Linked DNA regions of Mus musculus: region 2 is linked to region 1. Evidence: chromatin contacts called from public Hi-C data. All regions are on one chromosome and are shown on one strand. Each heading gives the region's core, a stretch centred on a gene start, on an enhancer-like site or on the middle of the called end of the contact. The rest is flanking DNA. Distances are from core to core; before and after follow the strand shown.

Region 1 (5,552 bases), core at 729-3,228:
ACTTGTCTTGACTGCTGAGACCACAGGATCCTTGTGTGGTTTTGGCTTCCTCAGATGCAGAGACGGCACTGCGATTTTGTGTCCATGATTCCATAGCCCTAGTTTTCAGGCTACAGTTGTCCATGTGACCCAAGCAGGTCTCCTTCCCTGGGTCTTTGGAAAGACAGCACTGGGGAGATGGTACACATCTGTTTTCTGCGGTATGACGGAAGCCCCCAAGGAGTAGTGAGAAGAGGCTTGCCCAGGAATGCAGAAACCGGAGAGCTTTGTGCTTCTCTGATGTGGGCTACACTGCATCCCTTGGGAAGCCAGGGCAGCATTATGTTAGATAAGTAAAACCTTGGTTAGCAACTTTAAAGAAGAGTTTCCTGATGGCTGAACATTGAACATTGTATATCGGGTGTGCTTCCTGCTGTGCAAGGAAGGTTGATGTGCAGGGTTTCCTGAAGTTATTTGATAGTGGAGTGCTTTGGTGTGTTTCCATGAGGTAGGTGTGTGTGTGTGTGTGTGTGTGTGTGTGTGTGCAGGGAGCTTTGCATGGGACCAGTGTAAACTGCTGCTGGAAGACGATGTTGCTACTGGTGGTGTTGATGGGAGCTCGTAACCACTGATACTCCCTGCTCATGGGGATTCTGCTGCCCCAGAGAAACCTGGTTGTTCCTATCCTCATACAAATTCACAGTGTCAATTGCTGTGCTGGAGGCGGAGGCTGGAGCATTGCTTGATTCCTGAAGGCTGGCCTCAAAAACATAGCTAGAGCCCTCACACCAAAGTGCGGGTCAGAGAGGGTTGTGTGACTGTGAACGGCTTGCTGTCTCTTCTCCTGGCTTGGATTGTGCGATGGATGAATTGCTTTTTTTTCTATTGTGGCTTCTGGTTTCTCAGCCTACTTACCAGTCGCTCCTCCACAGACAGGGAAATGCAGCGTATAGATCTCCTGTTCTCTGTGCTTTTTCTCCTGGCTGATTACCTGCTGCTTTCCTTAGTCGCCAGACTGCCTCCCTCCCATCCTTCCAACTCCCTCCTCCTCTTCATTCTCCCCCTCTTTTGCTGTTTGATGCAGGGTCTCTTGCAGCTCAGTGTGGCCTCTACCTTTATGGCAGGATGGCCGGCTGGCCATGAATCTTACCTCTGGCTCCCAAGTGCTGGGATTGTAGGTGTTTGCCCCTGGCCTGCTTGTGAGGGTTTCACTCCATTTGTATTGCAGCTTGGGCTTCTGCCTGGGATAGCCTCCCCTCCCCTCCCTGCAGATGGACAATTAATTCACAGAAGTCCTGAAAGCATGCCAATCTGTTGATTTGACTTCCATGCAAGTGTGTAAATAACAGTGGCTTGAAATAAGGATGTGTACAATAGAAAAATAAACCAAGATTTCTGAAAAGTCTTCATTCTGGAAAACAGCATGAAGCAATTTTCATTCTGGTGCCCCGGTTGTTAAAACGATGTGATTCCGGAGGACGTGGTCATGTTATTTTTCATCTCCTAGATTTTTCTTAAGCTGGGCTTGAATGTTATAATTGTTTAAAATCAACTAAGAGAGAAGAGAAATAGGATAGGATATTTTTCCTGGTTCTGGTACATCCCAGGTAAGAAGTTACATTCGGGATGATTTGTGCATGAAGAGGTCCCACAGTGGGTTTCTGGATGCATTGTGAACAGCCAATCCCTGTAGATCCTATGAGCTGTCTGCCTTCCTGTGAGGTGTGGCCTGCCATGTGCATCCCCTTGTTTTCTGGGTGACTCTGCTTTCTGCATCGCTGTGTCCTTTAACACCAGCATCACTAGACTCACTGGAAACTAGAAGTTCAGTCTCTCACGCCTGGCTGGCTCTGTAGTCTGTTTTACCACCATCATTGCTCTTTGCCACTTCTACTACCTCAGTCTGGCCTGTATCTGCTTCTCAGCCTGCCCACTACTTCCCTGCTCTCCCTCTGTTACCCACACCACTTCTCTGAGAAAACCACACCAAAGCTTTCAGGTCCTTCCCAGTCTCTCTCTTGAATCATTGCTGTGCCCTTCTCTGAGCTACTCCATGCTCTGTGGAACATGCTCTGGGCTGTGCCTTGCCCAGGAAGCTGTATTTTGAGTTGTGCTAGGTGGTTTTTGTTGTTGTTGTTCGTGTGTGTGTGTGTGTGTGTGTGTGTGATATCTCAACACAAGCTCAGGACATCTGAGAAGAGGCAAACTTAATTGAGAAAATGCTTCTATCAGATTAGTCCATAGGCAGACCCGTGGGGCATTTTCTTGATTAATGATTGATGTGGGAGGGCCCACCCTCCTGTGGTGGGGCTGCCTGTGGGCAGGTGGTTCCCAGGTAGAAGAAGAAAACAAGCTGAGCAAACCATGTGGAGCAAGTGTGCTTCCTTCCTCCTTGGTTTCTGTTTCAGTTCCCACCTCCATGTTCCTGCCCTGTTGAGTTCCTGCCTAGATTTCCATCATTGATGAACTATAAATAGGATGGGCAAGCCAGATTACCGCTCTTGCCCTCAGGTTGCCCTTGGTCATGATCACTGTCATAGCAATAGAAAGCAAGCTAGGACACAGGATGAGTGTGAGTGTCGTTTGCATAAATGAACAGCTTCATTGTGAACCACAAGGCACAGACAGAAGTAACTTACCCATGTGAGTAATAGGCCTCACCAATGAACATCACAATGTAGAACAGGACCACAGATGCACGCAGGCATGACACAACCATGCTGGAAACCTGTGTATCAACTGTTGAACACAGCAGACCAGTGAAGGGTACAATTGTCTCACCTGCCTCCAAAGGCGTGGTAACACACTTTGGGACAGGGCCACAGTGACTCCCGATGACCATCTAGTACCTGTGTCATGGGATGGGATGGACATGTTGCACTGGCCCTATCTTAAACGCGTTCTCACGACCGGCCAGGAAGAACACAACAAACCAGAATCTTCCGCGGCAAAACTTTATTGCTTACATCTTCAGGAGCAGGAGCGCAAGCCCCCAGCCCCAAAAACGAAAGCCCCCCGCTTACATCTTTAGGAGCCAGAGCGCCAGCGCGCCAGAGCGCCAGAGCGCAGAGCAAGAGAGAGAATGGCGGAAACCCCGTTCCCTTTAAGGAGAATTATCCTTCGCCTAGGACGCATCACTCCCTGATTGGCTGCAGCCCATGGCCGAGTAAAGGCAGAGTACATGTAGTGGTAAAATACCTTTGGCACATGCGCAGATTATTTGTTTACCACTTAGAACACAGGATGTCAGCGCCATCTTGTGACGGCAAATGTGGGGGCGGCTCCCAACATCTCCCCCTTTCCTTTTAATAAGAGCAATAGGCCACCCATATTAATGAGAGTGGAGATAGAGGTCAAATCCCCAGTGTGCAGGTAAAGGAGCCATGTACAGGATTAGCTCTTAGGCTCACAGGCTTTTACCCAGAGCAACCCTGACCTGCTCCCGTGTCGTTTTGCCTGGAGAGAAGGACACTTGGACACTCAACCTTCTTGAAAGATGACATGTCTCCCTAGAATAGGCTCATATATGCCGCAGAGCCCTTCTACTGCAGTGCTTAGCCGTGCAACTCTCTCGGGCTGCTGAAGCACACTCACTCTATCCCGTGCAATGAGTCTGGCCTCGTGGGATGCAAGAGCTGAGTGGCCAGCGACCTATTGCCTAAGCATAGATATATCAGGGGAAGCACCATGTTCTAGAGCTGCAAGTGCCTGGGCAATAACCACCTTGTCTCTCCTAGTTTGGGCCTTAAGCTTACAGACCAACCAAAGAAGCAACACTAATCCACAGCAAAGTGTATCTCCAAATAATATCAATCCCACCCATTCTTTAAAGAAGGGAAATGCTGAGGAGATCCAATTGGGTAATCCTTTGGTCAGGGACAGGTCCAAGCGTGTGGAGTTGACCTGAAGTCTCAATTCTCGAAGGATCTGTTCAAATTCAGCCGTCCAATTCTGTAACATATACTGAAAAAGACTTTTTGACAAATTAGCTGCCCTAGTAAATTTCTCATACTGAATGGAAGTAACACACAATCCCGGAAACTTTTGTTCACATCCCAGCTGAGCTATTTGCCATAATACATCTAGTTGTTTCTGGACAAGATCTATGAGTTGATTAACCAGCATGAGACCACCCTGTATCTTGACATTAGCTGAGGCCTGTTTATCTATGACTGTAGTCACTGAGGCTGACAAAGTGTTAATGGTGTCAGTCGTCTGGACCTGTCCAGACAGAGCCAAGGCTGTCTGAATCAAGGCTAAACCCAGTTCCTAGTTAGTGGTAAAAGAGCAGGGGAATACTTGAGCATTATACATCACCGTCATTGGGAGTGGAAATGTCGACATTATCCCCCAACGCTGCTCTCTCTTTATTATTGACGCCCTGGACATCACCAAGACGAGGGACATCAGTATTCCCTTGGTCAGTCTGGATTTTTCGGGTGAGTCTTTCTGGTATCCAAAATGGGTTGTCTTCATTCTGTGGGAAAACACAAACCGCTCCCCTGGATCTTATCAAAATAGGATCCGGGCCATACCATTTATTATCAAGGACATTTTTCCATTTAACCATCTCATTGGGCCTATCTGGCTCTGAACAATGACGTTCAGCCGCAGTATGGCCATGAGCATCAATATTTAAAAAATTGAGTGTAAAGAGTGCCATAGACACAGACACTCTTGGTACTCGGGATAGAGTCTCCTCAATTCCCCTCTTCTGTTTTATAAGATAGGCTTTGAGGGTGCGATGCGCACGCTCAACAATACCCTGTCCTTGAGGGTTGTATGGAAGTCCAGTCAGGTGGGTTACGTCCATCTGATGGCAGAACTGCTGGAATTTTTGAGATGTATAAGCTGGTCCATTATCAGTCTTAAGGAGTTTGGGTTTTCCCCAAGCACTCCATGCCTCAAGACAATGTTGAATCACATGTGAGGCTTTTTCTCCGGTTAACGGTGTGGCAAACATTACACCAGAGCAGGTGTCAATAGAAACATGTAAATATTGATTTCTCCCAAAGGAGGAAATATGCGTGACATCCATTTGCCAGACCTGTAATGGCCTGACGCCACGAGGGTTTACCCCTACATGAGTAGATAAAATTTGACAACAATCTTTTCAGTAGAACCAATCCCTCTGGCGGCTCAAGGAATACCAGAGGAAGGAAAACAGCCATGTAGGCTTGGCAAAATTATTAGTTGAGCTATTCTGTCCCCTTGTGATATAGAAAAGACAACTTGAGGACAAGAACAGAGAACCTGAAGTTCCCCTTTATAATCCTGATCTACAACTCCAGGGTGGACAATAAGACCTTGTAGGCTGCAAGAGCCTGCCTCTGTCATACTGGCCACAAAATCTGAGAAGGACTCCTAAGGTCCCTGGACGATCTTTGTTAATTGTCCAGTGGCTTCACCTGCTCGGGAGAGCGCCTTTCAGGCCCTAATAGCCTTTTCATCTGATTCAGAACTATTAAGAACTGGCTCCTTGAACTCACCTAGTGATGAGTATAGGCTCCTTCTCCTAGAAACCTCCGCTAATTGATCTTTTTTCTTTTCTTTTTCCTTCTCCTTCCTTCCAA
Region 2 (5,618 bases), core at 1,824-4,323, 50 kb before region 1:
TTACACCTTCTTGTGGCCTCTTCAGGCATTGCATACAACTGGTGCACTAACACACACACACACACACACACACACACACACACAGACACACACACAGAGACACACACACATACACAGAAAATAAAGCTTAAAAAGAAATCTTAAAAAAATTATTAAACACAAAAATTGAGTGCTGGAATGCAGGGTTGGCACTCAACCTTCCAGTCCCCTTGTACCTCTCAGGCCAAAGAGACAACGATCTTTGTTCTTATATTCACAAGTTCCCTACTGTGTGGAGCCTTCAGGGCTATTTTTGAAACTTCACTAGTATGTCCCTGAAAAGAGCCTGTTAAGCCACAGGTATTTGAAAGGCTGTTTGGAGTGGTAATTTCCACCTTCTTCAGGTAGGATATATTGAGGGAATATGTAATTTAAACAAATTGCCAATGTTATTAACTGAGTTAAAGGTCTGAGGTAGAAAGCTCACGCTCACTGGTGTTTATTGGACATCTGCCTTATCCAGGTCATTGAGGCAGAGGCTCCTCCGGCAGTGTGCAAGAGGCCCTGGGTTCAATCTCCAACAGCACACAGATGTTTTCTACATTTCCTGCCTTCAAAGTGCCTACTGTTTAGTTAGGAAACCACCAACTCTCCCTTCCCCTACCCCAATCCAGGATTCAAGGGTTAAATGGTAAAACTGGACAAAGACACAAGAATAAAGGGAGGCCCTCGTATGTTTGAGCTTTTAAGTGTGTTGTGTTTCAGTCTTAGGAATCTCAGAGATCTGAAAAGCCCTGAAGAAATTTTATGAAGAAGGTACACAAATGATAGGTTTGTAAACAGTAAGAAGCAGATACCTGAAGAGAGTCTTGGAGAGAGTAGAGTCTGGGGGACTGGGAGAAGGCTCAACTGGTAAAGGCCGTTGTCAGAAAGCCGAGTTTGATCTCTGGGATGAACCCACAGAGGGATCAAACTGAATCCACAAGTTGTCCTGTGACCCCCACAAACCCCCAACTGGCCCATTATGTGCACATACAGTAATAGTACATTTAAAAGAATGGAGTCTCGCTGTCTGATTCAGGGATGGAGTGGGGTGAACCAGGTGGGAAGGGGAAGCCATCATCAGATTATCTGCTGTAGAAGGTATGGTTCCAGCACTACAAGCACCGTTTTCATTAGAATACTTGTAAGAAATCTCTTGACTGTTGAAGGAAGGGATGGGGGAGCCAATAGTACCTTACGTGAGATTCCAGCTGCTCTCTTCTACACTCGGAGCCAGTGGTATGTGATTTGGCCCTAACTGCCTGTGGCTGTGTATATAAAATGTGGACTCCCAGTTAAAAGTGGGGCTCCATTTGTAGAGCTGTGAGGAAATCTTCATCCATGTAAGGGTACATGACTGCTTTAGGGTCACCCACACTCCAGTAAGTAACCCCTCACCCGTGTTCTGTGTAAGTCCAGTAACCACATTGGTTCTCCAAGATGGACTTTGATGAAACGGAACTCTGTGGTTGGAGCCCTGCAAGGAGGGTGTCTGTTTACAGTCTTCCCAAGGAAAGAGCTCAACCAGCAGTACTCTAGAGGAAACTAAACATTGTTCTTAGAAAAGCAAGGTCCATAGCAGTCTTCAAAACCAGACTACCAACTCAGCCTAATAGCACATGCCAGGATCCTGGCACCTGGAGGCCGAGGCAGGAGAACTGTGGCCTAGCCTACCAGTGAGACACTTAAAAAAAAAAAAAAAAAAAAAAGGAAAAAAAAAATCAAACCACCAATAGTAGACTTAACAGTCAGATGTTTCCCTGTGACACCGGCACTCTGAAAGGCAGAGGGAGACAGATCTTTGCTTTGTAGACATGACAAGCTTGGTCTAGTTAGCAAGTTCCAGGCCAACCTGGGTTACATATTGAGACCCTGTCTCAAAAACTAACCCACCCACCCATCCACCAACCAATACAACTACAATAACAGAACCTAAGCTGCCAGAGGCCAGTGTTTCCCCCTCTTTTCCCCTCTCCCTCTTTTCAACCCTTTAAAGCAGGAACCTGATTGGTCAGTCAGGGACATTCTCTTTGGGTGATGGAAGTGCACATAAGTACTCCAGAACCTGAGATCTTTCCTCTGGGAAGGTTGGATGGGTTGGGTAAAATTGAATCAGATTTAGCAGCAGGAATATTCCAGCTTTTGGCAACCATGTCTGGTCCTCCGATTTGCCCCAAGCTTAAGGAGACTGGGTCGCCATTAAAAGGCATTTTCCAAAGGGGCCCCTGTCTTGCCATCTTACGGTTGTCTATTGATTGCATGTAGCTCTTAATCAACATAGATGGGGAATTAACAATGAGGGTGCGAAGACACAAGGCTCAGCGGGGCCCGAGATCCAGAAGTGCACGAAAGGATCTCAGAAAGCACTAGCTTCCGCGCTGGGGGCTCTGCAGCTCTGAGCCTCAGGGTCCATTGGCCTGCCTGGATTTGGGGGATAAACCCTCGCGCAGCCCGGGCCCTCCACGCTGGCAGCCAGCAGATGGCTCTCGGGCTCTCTCAACTGCACGGTCTATCCCTCTCCAGACGCAAGCGTCTGCTGCACCGAAGCGAGGCTGCGAGGAGGGGCGCCGAGCCCGGCGCCGCCGCAGCAGTCAAGGCAGCAGCCACCGCAGCCAAGCACCGCGTCGGTCCCCGGGCTGTGCCCCGCGCCGGGCACCGTGCGCCCAGGCCCGGAGGCCGGCCGGGGACCCGTGCGGAGGCCGCTCTCGCGAGGCGGGGAGGAGACGCAGGGGGACCAGGAGGAGGAGCAGGAGAGGGTGAAGGAGAGGAGGAGGAGCGGGAGAAGGGGAAGGAGGAGAGCAGAGCCGGCCCGCCCCTGCCCAGCCCAGCCCGCAGGAGGCCGAGACCAGCCAGGCGGCCCAACCCTCGCCTTCCGCTTCACCTACGCCCAAGGTGCGGCGCAGAGGCCGGGCTGCGCGGCGCCCGCCCGGGAAGAAGCCGGTGTTGCAGCCGCCTTGCGTTCGGCCCCTGAAGCAGCGAGCCGAGAGGGAGGCATGTAGCGACGGCCGCAGAGCCAGCTCGGATTTTCAACTCTTAGGATTTTTTTTTTTTTTTTTTTTTTTTTTTTTTGGTACTGCGGGCGCGCGGCAACCTTGGATCAACGCCCCGCTGCTCCGGCCGGCCCACTCTTTCCTTGCAAGCTGCGGCTTCCTCGCGGAAACATTAAAGGGTCTGAAGAAGGGCGCGGGGCCGAGAGTCAGAGAGTGGGACCCGGGATCTCCCCGCGCCCAGTGGGGCAACCATGACCGACGAGAGCTCCGATGTCCCCCGGGAGTTAATGGGTAAGCTTGGCGCGGGGGCCGACTGGCCATCTTTCTCTGCGCACACCTCCTTTCCGCCTCCCTTCCCATCTCCGTCCTCTCGCAGTCTCCGCGCTCTCCTGCGCAAGTGGCGTGGGGCAGGGTCGCCGGGGGAGGGGGCGGGGTGGGGGGAGAGGCTAGAAGTTTGCTGGCCCGATGGCCGCAGGAACTGGGTGCAGAGAGAGAAGAAGGAGTGGAGAGGAATCTGGAGCCCTGGGGGACTCCACGCAGATCTCCCTGCTCAGCCCCACCAGGTGAGTCAGGTTGGCGGAAGATGGAGCTGGAGGGGCGTCCCTTCCAGTGGCCAACTCCCTGGTCCCAAACTCTGGAAAGTCTGGTAAAGCCTAGCAAGGAGGATGCCTGGCGACTGTAGGTTCCCTCGGGCTCATGTCAGGCACCCTCCAGGAAATTCCCGTTTGGGGCTGCCCCTCTTACTGACGGCCTCAGGGATGGAGGCGCCCGTCCAGCGTCAGGACCCAGCCTGACAAGGCGTGGCTTTGAGGATTGAGTTGGAAGCTAGAGGGTTACCCGGCCGATGCCTTCTCAGTCCAGGAAATGGAGGGTTAATGATAAACGCCTCATTTTAATAATGATTAACCTGCCGACCACCTTCAGTCTCTTTGGGAACACGTGTGTTACCCTGTGCCAGGTGACTGGTTTGCTTGAGGCCCTTATTGGGGGAGGGGGTGTCTTCTTTTGGAGCAGAGGGCAGAGAGAGCATTGCTTGGAATTTAAGTCCTGGAGCTTAGCTTTATCTGGAAAGGTTAAATGGCAGAAGACAAATGGGCTAGGAGCGCTGGAAACCAGCGCTTATGCTCGTGTGGAGTGCGTTGACTTGCACTAAGGTGAATATGACTTTATGGACGTACTTTGAGCTCCAGTGACTGGTATTCCCTGAGGAATACTGGGCACACACTTGATGTTCCCTGGATTCCCTGGGCGCTGACAAGGAGGGAACGTTCTCACCGATTCACCATAGTCTGGAATTTGCCCCTCTGCTGTCCACCCAGCATTGATACTTGAGAGGGCATGGTGTGCCCCCGCAAAGCTGCTCACTCTGCAGGTAAAACTTGGCGGGAAGAAGCTGTTGCCCGTTTTGTATGGAACTCTGCCTTTGTTGAACTGAAAACATGCCAACACACACACACACACACACACACACACACACGAAGTAAGGTATTTGTGCACACCCCCTACTTTGTCTCCTCAATTTCGAGACTCTTTCTGAGACATTATCGAGTGGCCCATCCGGTTCTGGGTGTTTCCAACACCCTGCCTGAACACGAAACTAACGCTGGAGGCTCCAAAGATGCCTCCAAGGGTGGCAGATTTCTAGAAAATCATGTAGCATTGTCCTGGGACCTGAAGTTTAGGTGATTTGGACTCCAGATAAAGTGTAAACGGTGAAATAAAAAGATGCTGCTGTTTATCAGCGGTTCTCAGTACTTAAGTATGTTTAAAAGGTGAATTTGACCCCTCTTTTGAAAGGAACTTTTGTGTTGAGTCAGTATTGTATATTGGTGATTTTGGAAGGATGGTGGCTCGAAGGACCCTTCTCCAGCTAACCATTTGGTGTATTCTCTTCATTGCCCTTCTGTGGTTTGTCTAATAGCATTTTCCTAGGCCTCTGTGTTGTCTGGTTAGGCTTTGGTGGTGGTGGGGTTCACCGATGTTGCTGGTTCCAGGAGCTCACAAGCATTTTAGCTGATCAGTTAAAACAGACTGCAAAGGCCTCGCTGCCTTTTCCTAAACTTCTCCTTTAAGGCCTGTAAGCTGTGTATGACATATCTTTCTATTAAAGGTTTTGTTGTTGTTTTGTTTTTTGTTTTAAAGACAAGGATTCTTGTAGCCCAAGATAGGTGCCGACTCACTAGATGAGTCTGACCTTAAGCTATTCTCACTCTCCCTCCTGCCTCAGTCTCCTGAATGCTGGTTTACATGTGTGCGCTGCCCTTAGGCTTTTATGGAATAGTTTTAAATACAGAAATCAGAGGGTGTGTGTGTGTGTGTGTGTGTGTGTGTGTGTGACAGTGGCCCAGGCTTTTAGTCCTAGCACTGGAGAGGCAGAAGCTAGGGGAACCTCTGTGAGCTCAAGGCTAGCATGGTCTACATACTGACTTCTAGGCCAGCCAAGACTACATAGAGAGACCTATGTCTCAACAAACAACAGACAAATAGACAAATGAAGAAGAAGAAAAAAAAGAAATACAAGGCAGAGGACAAGAATACTGGCCACATGCCACTTGTCACCACCCAGAAGCTGCTTTTATCCTTTGGATATAGCAGGGCAATTTCAGA

What was found. Hi-C and Micro-C count contacts between places; a contact is called where the count stands out from the background.
Region 2: a Hi-C map of CD8 T cells shows a contact between it and region 1, with 2.9 times the contacts expected there. The contact joins the promoter of Carmil1 here to the enhancer-like site in region 1. A contact is called at or near these places in 4 of 39 promoter capture datasets (the 3T3-L1 cell line, hematopoietic stem and progenitor cells and hippocampal neurons), 2 of 484 Hi-C or Micro-C datasets (CD8 T cells and Sertoli cells), 8 of 115 datasets of contacts at active chromatin or transcription factors (double positive thymocytes, embryonic stem cells, forebrain and 2 more) and 3 of 9 other capture datasets (adipose tissue, liver and pancreatic islet).

The regions. Positions count from the first base shown.
Region 1 is chr13:24,227,652-24,233,203 of GRCm38.p6, reverse strand. The region is part of intron 2 of Carmil1 (capping protein regulator and myosin 1 linker 1); the gene reads left to right. Among named protein-coding and RNA genes, the nearest start is that of Carmil1, 50 kb to the left of the region's middle. Within about 2 kb of position 1,978, at least 44 of the 459 cell types and tissues checked have an H3K27ac peak or open chromatin away from gene starts, as enhancers often do. A contact at or near this core is called in CD8 T cells, where this site is marked.
Region 2 is chr13:24,278,245-24,283,862 of GRCm38.p6, reverse strand. It overlaps Carmil1 (capping protein regulator and myosin 1 linker 1), which reads left to right and starts at 3,073. Exons shown (of 38, transcript NM_026825.3): 1 at 3,073-3,302. The coding sequence starts at 3,263.